Linked DNA regions of Rattus norvegicus: region 1 is linked to region 2. The links are chromatin contacts, called in public Hi-C maps. All regions are on one chromosome and are shown on one strand. The core of a region is the stretch at or near the end of the contact, and the rest is flanking DNA. Distances in the headings are between cores, read along the strand shown.

Region 1 (4,791 bases), core at 2,017-4,516, 150 kb before region 2:
GAGGCTAGCCGTTCGCGCTCGGCTCGAAGCAGGACGTCCTGAGTGAACTTACCCCACGTCTCAGGCGTGGAGGCACTGAGGGTGAAGGTTGAGGCCTGGTCAGGTGTAGCCACGCGGAGACTCTGACAATGTCGGCGATCCCCAATGTGCTCCGTATCCCGCCTCCCACAGACATCCCGAGGTTCTCCCAGGCCTCTAGTGGTGGTTGCGTGCCCTCTGCTGGCCGCGAGCAGAAACGCTTTCCAGGGCACCCGCAGGTCACCAGCCTTGGGTGAAATGTGGGTGCCATGCACTTGATTAAGAGGCTTTCCTGTTAGTCCACCCCACAATCAGAGAGAGCTTCTCCGGGAGAGCTGGGACAGGTCCTCGTGTGGCATTTCTTCCTCAGATTTTGGAAGTAGAGCCAAGAGAGTGGAAGGGGCAAACAGAGTACAGTGCCTAGAAGCCTACCTCTCCTCGAACTTGCTGGAATGCGGATAAAACTGCACCTGGGTGCTCTCATTGGTGTAGCGGGCGCAGGTATCGTCAATGTTGTAGACTTCTACTTTGTCTGACCAGTTTATCTCACAGTTCTCCTTATGTTCCCGGTTCAGCCTAGGGAAGAGAGGAGATTCAGGGCTATGTGTCAGGGAGAACTGGAAAGCAGGCAAGCCCCATATCAGCCTCAGGGGGGCGCCAGTTTGCGCTCAGACAGCCTTCCAGGGCCAGCGGGGCCCAGGTTCCAGAACAAAAGTGGGAACAGTTGTATATGCCCAGCCGAGCAATGCCTGCATTCCTCTGGCTAAGATCCAAAGCCTTCTGACCTCTCAGTCACAGCGTCAGGTACCCTAACCTGTCTTGCCTCCCACCTCAGACCAGCCTTGAGGACAGAGTTCAGGTATGTCCACCCCTCAGGTCCCTCAGGGGCTGCTGTGACCCACCGTATCTGGCCCACAGCTTGTCCCATCGTCCTCTTCAGGAGTTCCTGGATGTTCCTGATGAGTTCAGTTTCCTGGAGATGAGACAGGTCCCCTCTAAGTAATCCTCCCCTCCGCCTGCGGAGGGACTTAGGGACTCACCAGGAGTCCAGGTGTGGGCCTCACCACCATTGACTTTTGCCTTAATTTCCCCGCAACCCCAGAAAAAGGAGTATGTGCGAGGTTCATTCTGGGAAAGTTTTAGCATGTCGTTTCCTCTAAGAGTGTCTTTTGGGGGCTGGGGATTTAGCTCAGTGGTAGAGCGCTTACCTAGGAAGCACAAGGCCCTGGGTTCGGTCCCCAGCTCCGAAAAAAAAAAAAAAAAAAAAAAAAAAGAGTGTCTTTTGGCTGTTGGATCGCCTAAGACAGCTGTCTAGACTCTGGGGTCATCCTCAACACTCCCACAGTATACTGAGGAGTCTCGGCCTTAGTTAGATCAGGTCCTAGAGCCTCTCTGAGGAACTCAAGCCCATAAGACGTCAGATGCCCTCTGTCTGCTGCCCACTTCCCACCAAGAATAGGTAGGAAACTCTAAGTTTCCTTTTACCCCAACATTTTCTGGGGGCTAGGAATTCTTTCATGTGCAAGCCCACATGGGTCATGATCTCCAGTGTCTGGTGTCCTCGGTCCCCCTTCCCTCTCTGCACCCACTGCCAGCAGTGGGCAAGGCCTGGAGGTAGGGCAGGAGTTCCCTGAGACCTCAGCCGGGTGACTTATTCCCCAGTCCCATCATTCATCTTTGCCCACCACAGGAGGCTCCTGCTCTGAGGAATTCTGAGTTGTGAGTCACTAGGCTGAGTGACCCCCATAACCATTCAAGGCTCCCCAAAGCAAGCTGTACTGGGGTTAGAGGGAAAAGGTATCTAATGAAGGGAGGAGGAGGTAGTAGGTTTTGGTTTTGGTTGAGTTTTGGTGTTTGCTTGCTTGCTTGTTTGTTTGTTTGTTTGTTTGTTTAAGAGTCTCACATGTAGTCCAGGCTGGCCTGGAGCTTGTGGTCCCCTTTCCTCAGTTTCCCCAATGCTGGGATTGTAAGTGTATACTAGGAGGCTCTGGGGCTGAGGGGCTCTGGGGCTCTGGGGCTCAAGGACAGATGCCATGGCCTCCATACCTCCATACCTGCAGCACTGGCTGGCCCGGCTTTCTACCCTGAAGTACACTAGAGAAGCAAGGGGCATGCATGCTGGTACAGGGAGAGCCTTTGGCTTAGCCCAAAACAAAACAACCTCAGCCCAAAGGCTGTAGCACATTTAATCCCAGTCCTTGGGAGGCAGAGGCAGCTGAATGAATGTCCTAGTTTGAGGCCTGCTTTGCTCTACAGAGTGTAAGTTCCAGGACAGCCAGAACTACACAAAGAAACCCTGTCTTGGAAAACAAACAAACTACAAACCAACCCTAAAGCCACCACCACCATAACAAAAAACCCCCTCAGGGTCAGACTTAACATCTTTGAAATCGTGTGGACTGGAAGGAATCCCAAAAGAGAGAAAATTATTTGGATGTGGGAAGGAAAAAAAAAAAACAACCCACCACTGTCTGAAGGATCAGGATCAGGGGTCCTGCATGGGCAGAAGGGCATAGTGCTGTGTGAACCCTGGGGTCCTGTGTTATCCACTGAGTGCCCAAGTCTGCCTCCCACTCTGCGCCTGAGCCACTGGCCGCACCTTCAGCAGCTCCACCTCCACATAGTCCCGGACAAGGTCTGGGTGCTGGCGGCGTTCTCGGCACTGTAGGTTGTCAGTAGCGATGGAGAAGGGCACGGACAAAGCATCCAAGGCGCGTTGTAGCCGAAGCTTCTGGGCCATCATCTGATCAGTCTCGGAAGACAGCTCGTCTATCTCTCGCTGCAGCTCCGACTTCCAGCAATGCATGTCCTCCAGACGCTCTCCCACCCTTCGTGTGGAGTCAAGTTGTGTGCGATAGGCAAGTTCCCCAGTCTCGGCTGCCAGCTGCTTGCTTTCATGCCGCTGCCTCTCAGAGTAGTCCCGGTCTGCAAAGGCCTGGTGGTAGCGTGCATAAGAGTTCTGAAACCACTCGTCCATGAGGTATTTGGCTGTGCGGAAGCCAGCGGTGGCCAGACCGGCGGATGTATAGGCACCGGTATTACAAGCCACTTCATATTTTTTTTGGGGTAGCTCACAGACATCAATTGACTGCGGGGCTGGCTCCTTGGTCAGGAGCACTTCGGCTTGTGCCATGGTGCTTACTCCCTGGCTGGGCAGGGAGGCGGAATGAAGAGAGGGTCACTGGGCAATCGTCCAGGCACGATCAGTGGAGCAGTACTGGTCACTCTGTCCCAAGCAAGGCTCCTGGTTGCCTCAGGAACATTGTATACACCAACTGCCTCCTGTTGCTGAGCAACGGGGTCACTCGAGGGGGTGGGGCGGAATTGCCCTCTTAAAGGGCCAAGCAGTGGCAGGGAAGATAGCTTAAATGGGGAAAAGTGTTTGCCTTACAAGAAACTGAGCTTGATTCCCAGAACACGGGGTGGGGGTGGGGTTGGGGAGGGATGGGTGTGGTGGCACACGCTTGCAATTCCGGCGCTGGGAAGGCAGAAACCGTTAATCTGTGAGTTCACAGGCCAACCAGTCCAACTGTATTTGATGAATGTTGGAAAATAAGATTGGCCAGGCATAGTGGCAAATACTTCTAACCCCAGCACCCAGGAGGCATAGACAAGTGGTGCTCTCTGATCTCAAGGACATCCTGGTCTACATAGTGAGTTCCAATCTGATCTGGGCTATATAGTGGGATCTCTCATCTCAAACAAAACCCCTAACAACAACAAAATCAGACAAAACCCCAAGATGAATGGTGCTTGAGAAATGTCCCCTAAGGTTTTCTCTCTGGCCTCCACATGCACACAAATACCCATATGCATACATACGCGCGTGCGCGCGCACACACACACACACACACACACACACACACACACACACACACACACACAAATGGGGTCAAGCAATCCCCAACTCTCAGCTCTTCACCACACTGTGGCCCAAGCCTCAGAAGCTCAGGACTCATTCACTAGAGGACCCTTGGACTCGGGTAGGAAAGGGTCCTGAAATCTCTGACACCCTGTCCTCCTCCCCAGCTCCTCAGCCCCTCTTTCCTGAGATTTTCCTCCATGGTCTGATCCTGCACATTGTCTTTGCTCTGCTGGAGCAGGATGGGGAAGGTTCTGCCTCCTTAAAGACCCCTTGGGGTGACCTGTGGGAGGTGGATGGTCATGGAAACATGACCAGATTCCTCAGGGTGAGAAGTGCTTCTCATCCTCAACACCACCAACATACCCTAAACCACCCTATGATCCCATAACTTGACCCCATTGCGCATGTGGTCTGAACCCCTCGTGCAAGCCCAGAGGACCAAACATCCACCCTACCTCAGCCTCCAGGACTCACTTTTGGAGCTGACCCTGTGGGAGTATCCACAGGGACCCTCACCCCATCTGTTGCCAGGGCCACTGTGTAAGGGCCAGACCTCACTTCTTTCTTCTGTATCCCAGAGCCTCCTGGGGATTTGGGCCAGTGTTATGAGAGGTTTCACACACTGGATGTATCTGGAGTCAAATGTCCTGATCTGCTCAAGAAAAAGGAGGCACGTTCTGTTGGGCAGTTGTTCCCAGGATGCTACTTGGTCAGGAAACCCTGCCGTCCAACCTGGGCATAAGAAATCCTAGTCTAAGTCGATTGCCAATGTGACCAACAGAGGGCGACATTGACTGCAGAATGTGCCAGACACCTATTTCCCGACTTCTGGTTCCCCTCCCTCCTGGTCTTCCCGAGAGGCTCCCCATGTACTGGGTGCTTTCTGAAAGAAATCTACAACCTTAGTC
Region 2 (4,971 bases), core at 60-2,559:
ACCATTGGCTTGCAGTAGCATCACCAGGGACATCAGGAAGAGGAGGGCTGTGACTCAGGCTGGTGTCTCAGAAGTACCAGGTATCCCAGGTGTTTTATGGGTGAGACAATCCCCCATCCATCCAGTGAACTCTGCGATACTGCAGAGCAGCCCCCTCATGCTGGGAACACACCGCCATCCCCAGCACATGTCACAGGGAGCTTCAGGCTCCCTCTGCCGGAGCTGCAGTGCCAGCACCATAGTGTCCTGGGGAGACTGCCCCCAGGACATTCTGTGAGTATATCCCCACCTCCATGGACATCTGAGCCCAGCGCTGGTCAGGCACACCCACAGCCTAGGCTTGTGGCTGCTGTAACTAACTTTACCATCAAATCTGAGAACAGACGCTACTTGGTGCCTACAATGCACCAAACCCAGCGCTCCTGTTTGTGAACCACATAGATGGTGCTTACCTGCAGCCATATCCTGGCTGCCAGAGTCTTTAGGGGGGTGAACGGCCCTGCAAGAATCCCAGGGGACCTCTGCACTCGAGGACAGGCCATGCACCTGTTCCACTCCTAGCTCTACAATGGATTTGCCACTCTAGAGTAAAGGGACACCTAGATAGTCAGATCTGGATGCTCTATGCTCCTGACAAGAACTCACAAGCCACCTGGGTCCCCTGCCCAGCCCAGCACGTCACAGTCAGGGAGACGTTTGACAGCATCTGTGGGCATTTCTGATTTAGAGCCTGTGAAGACACCACTGGTGCAAACACACACAAACACACGCATGTGCACATGTGCGCGCGCGCGCGCACACACACACACACACACACACACACACACACACACACACACACTGATGTCAGGGTGCAGCCAAACTCTGGGGCTCTCCCACTTCACATATCCACAGTGTCCCATTAAAGTAATCTCGGTCTGACCACAAACACCCATCTTGTGGCCAACACAAGGATGCCAGAGTAGCTTCTAGACGTCAGCTGAGAAATTGTCAGTAAGGCTCCCTGCAGTGTCCCTACTGTCCACATAAGAGGATCAGGACACCCACTGCCTCCCCTATAGGGGCTGTCAGAAGTGGCTCAGAGCCAAGCTGGGGGACTCACCTTGGCTCCAGAAATACCAGGTCTCTTTGAATAAGAACTAGCCACAGATGTGAGACCCTCCAAAAGATGTGGAAGTGACCAGGATTGTCCAGGACACAGGTAGAAGCAAGACAGAGGGTCACTACACCCCTGAGCAGGAGGAAGGGTTTATATGCTAAGTTGGACACAGTGACCCACAACTACGTCAAACCCGACGCCCTGAATCCCGGCTTCCTCAAACACTACTAGCATGTCCAACGTCAGCAAAAAGGCAAGGTGAGCCTCAGAACCTGACCGGAACTACTCAGATGGCTATCATAACAACAGAGTCAGGTCACCATTACCACATCCAGTGATGGGATCAGAAAGAACTGGCATAACTGTTAGCAAAGAGGCAAGAGACTGGCCAATGAGAGAGTCCTGACCAGGCCTGGGTTCAGGGATGCCGTTAGGAGGATGTGGCTACCCAGGGCTTCTGTTGCAAGAAGGGATGTTGGGCAGAGGCTGGGACAGGGGAACAGCACTGGGTTACCAGGGACTCAAAGCAAAGGATTCACCCAGGAGTAGTGGGAAAGCAAGGATATTTTCCAGGTGTCCCACTGCATCTCAGCCCCAGGGACAGAAAGAATGTAGGTCAGTGATAAACTTAGTACTGGGTAAGGTGCTTTTGAAAGATATGGATTGTCCATCCGGGGGATGAGGAGTTAGATGCGCCCCAGACAGGATGATGGTTAGGGAGGGGGCACCACCAAGTAATAAAGATAACAAGGGGGCTGGAGAGATGGCCCAGCCATTAAGATCGCTTGCTGCTCTTGCAGAAGTCCTGGGTTCATTCCAAGCGCCCATGTGAGCAGCTCAGAATCACCTGTAACTCCAGCTCCTGGGTTTCCAACACCTCTGGCATCTGGATACCTTCATATGTACAAATCTATACACAGACCATACACATAATTAAAAATAAAAAAATAAGCCTTATAAAATAAAAAGCAAACTTCCAAAATGGCACAGGTCCAGCTCCTTCCTCACCCTCCTGGCCCAAGACAAAAGCCTAGCAGATTAAAAGGTCTGGTGAGGGGCTGGGGATTTAGCTCAGTGGTAGAGCGCTTACCTAGGAAGCACAAGGCCCTGGGTTCGGTCCCCAGCTCCGAAAAAAAAAGAACCAAAAAAACAAAAAAAAAAAAAAAAAACAAACAAACAAAAAAAAAAGGTCTGGTGAGGCCTTTTTCTCCTGCCAGGAGAGCTCCTGTTCTGATAAGCTGAAGGTTTGTCTGATAGGGGGCATTGTTAATGAGAATTCCTGGGAAGAAGCTGTGTCTACAAAGATCAACCAACCAACCGACTGACTGACTGACTGACGGACTGACTGACTGACTGACTGACTTATTAAAATTACAGTGATGTAGGGAAGTTGGAATGTTGCAGGTCCAGAAGCTAATTATCTTATCTTGGACCAATTTTGGTCCCCAGAACAGCCTCCTTGCCCACCTCTATGTCTGAACTAGCATCCTGTGACTAATAGATAAAAATCTCTGGAATCCAGAGCTGGAGAGATGGTTCCATGGTTAAGAACACTGATTGTTTTTCCAGAGGACCCAGGTTCAATTCCCAGCACCCACTTGACAGCTCAGAACTGTCTGTGTAACTTCAGCTCCAGAGAATCCAATGCCCTCACACAGACACACATGCAGGCAAAACACCAATGCACGTAAAATGAAAATAAATAAACCATTAGAAAGAATCTTTGGGGCTGGAAAGCTCAGTTAAGAGCACTGGCTGCTCTTCCAGAGATCCCGAGTTCAATTCCCAGCAACCAGCAACCATATGGTGGCTCAAAACATCCGTAATGGGATTCGATGCCCTCTTCTGGTGTATCTGAAGACAGCGACAGTGTACTCACATACATAGAATAAATAAATCTTTATAAATAAAAGAAAAAGAATCTTTGAAGCCAGACCTTTAGTCCCAGCACTCAGGAGGCAGAGGCAGGTGAATCTCTATGGGTTCAAAGCCAGCCTGGTCTACAGATCAAGTCCAGGACAGCCCTCGCTACATAGAGAAACCCTGTCTTTAAAATAAAAACCCCAGCATCTTTGGAATCTATTAATTTAACAAGCCACTGACTTCCACCAACCCTCAACCCCAAATCTAAGAAAATCAGAAAAAAAAATCATCAGAAAAGCGCTGCAACCATTTCCCTGGTTTCCTCCCATCAGTGCTTTGGTGTGGTTGTTGTTTTTGTTTTCTTCTATTTTGTTTGTCTTTGGTTTTTCAAGACAGGATTTCTCTGTGTAGCCCAAGCTTTATATTCTGTCTCCTTGAAAGCAGGGTTTGAGAAAATAGCATTGAGCACAGGAGAAGGTATGGCTTATATCAGCCCCAAAACTGCTGGGGGGTTTCAAGAGTTGAGGGATTTCCAGAGGAATTTTGGTTATGAAGGAACTTGGCTGAACACTTCAGAGTTATTTGGCAGAACATCTAATCAGGGTGGAAATTGGGGTGTAGGGTGTGGAACATGTCAAATTCCTGAAAAGGGGTCAAGATCTGTTCAAATTTAAGTTTTACAGAAAATAGGAATCAATTTATTTTGACCTTGTAATAAGATGGCTTCTGATCTTAAGGTGGAGTCAGGCTGCTTCTTCACTTCACCTTCCCGTTGGTCCTTGGATGCTCCTAATCTAACAATAATGCCAATTCTAGGGCAGGCTTTGTCAATGTGGAAACTCTTTTGGGCAAATCTGAAGTTCTATTGAAGTATTTAGAACATCTACCTTGGGCCAGGAAAGGTTTGGAGCTCTCTTGAGCCACTGGGTTCTATCAGAGCAGTTGAAATAGAGAAACAAGGGCTTTGAGAATATTGTTTTGGGGTATCTGCCAAGGACAGCCGCAGACAGGGAATAGAAAGCGCCCAAGAGAGAGAGAGAGACGTGGGGTTGGGGATTTAGCTCAGTGGTAGAGCGCTTGCCTAGCAAGCGCAAGGCCCTGGGTTCGGTCCCCAGCTCCGAAAAAAAGAAAAAAAAAAGAAAGAAAGAAAGAGAGAGAGAGAGAGAGAGAGAGAGAGAGAGAGAGAGAGAGAGAGAGACGTGTGCTGCCATCAACACGGCTGGAAGGACAGTACCATCTACATGCTTCAACACAGAACATAGAGCCACAGAACCTGAAGTGTGTCCCGCTGGGTTTTAGTCTTGTTTTTGTCTCGTATTTCCGCAGTAGGCCCCCTTTCCTCTCTTTCGGAATGTGAGAGCCTTGCAGCACAGAGAGATGAAACATTTCTCCAAGGCCACAGAGTAAGGAAGGACTTGGGATCCAGTCTGCAATCTGAGCTCTGTCTCAGCCCTGGGCCCTCTACCATAACTTTTTGGGTGTGGCATTTAGATTGTGCATTATTCTTGTCAAGCAACTAAGCTATATCCCCAATCAGAAAAGAATATTTAAAAATAAAATAAAACTTGAACCCAGCAGTGGTGGCACAAGCCTTTAATCCCAGCACTTGGGAAGCAGAAGCAGGCAGATCTGGGTTGGAGGCCAGCAGAGTGAGTTCCAGGACAGCCAGGGATACAGAGAAACCCTGTATCAAAATAATAAAAACAAACAAACCAACAAATAAATCTATTCCTACGTCTTCTTTTTTTCTGCTATGTCTCTGTGCTTGTTAAGATGTCAGATGAGGGGGTTGGGGATTTAGCTCAGTGGTAGAGCGCTTGCCTAGCAAGCGCAAGGTCCTGGGTTCAGTCCCCAGCTCTGAAAAAAAAAAAAAAGATGTCAGATGAGCTACCTGTGAATTTATTGAAAGACAAACAGTGACAGCTTGCTTAATGTATGACCATCCTGTGAAATTGCTTGTGATTTCACTGCATTTGGAAAGTAAGTCTGAGATTCAGGGACAGGATCTT

Evidence for each region. Hi-C and Micro-C count contacts between places; a contact is called where the count stands out from the background.
Region 1: a Hi-C map of the A7r5 cell line shows a contact between it and region 2, with 4 times the contacts expected there. The contact joins the promoter of Tekt4 here to the promoter of Prss29 in region 2. A contact is called at or near these places in 7 of 12 Hi-C or Micro-C datasets (the A7r5 cell line, the Rat2 cell line, Schwann cells and 4 more).

What each region holds. Positions count from the first base shown.
Region 1 is chr10:14,990,759-14,995,549 of GRCr8, reverse strand. It overlaps Tekt4 (tektin 4), which reads right to left and starts at 3,266. Exons shown (of 6, transcript NM_001013965.1): 1 at 2,618-3,266; 2 at 921-991; 3 at 451-594; 4 at 1-75. The coding sequence starts at 3,151.
Region 2 is chr10:14,838,146-14,843,116 of GRCr8, reverse strand. It overlaps Prss29 (serine protease 29), which reads right to left and starts at 1,309. Exons shown (of 6, transcript XM_017597837.2): 1 at 1,103-1,309.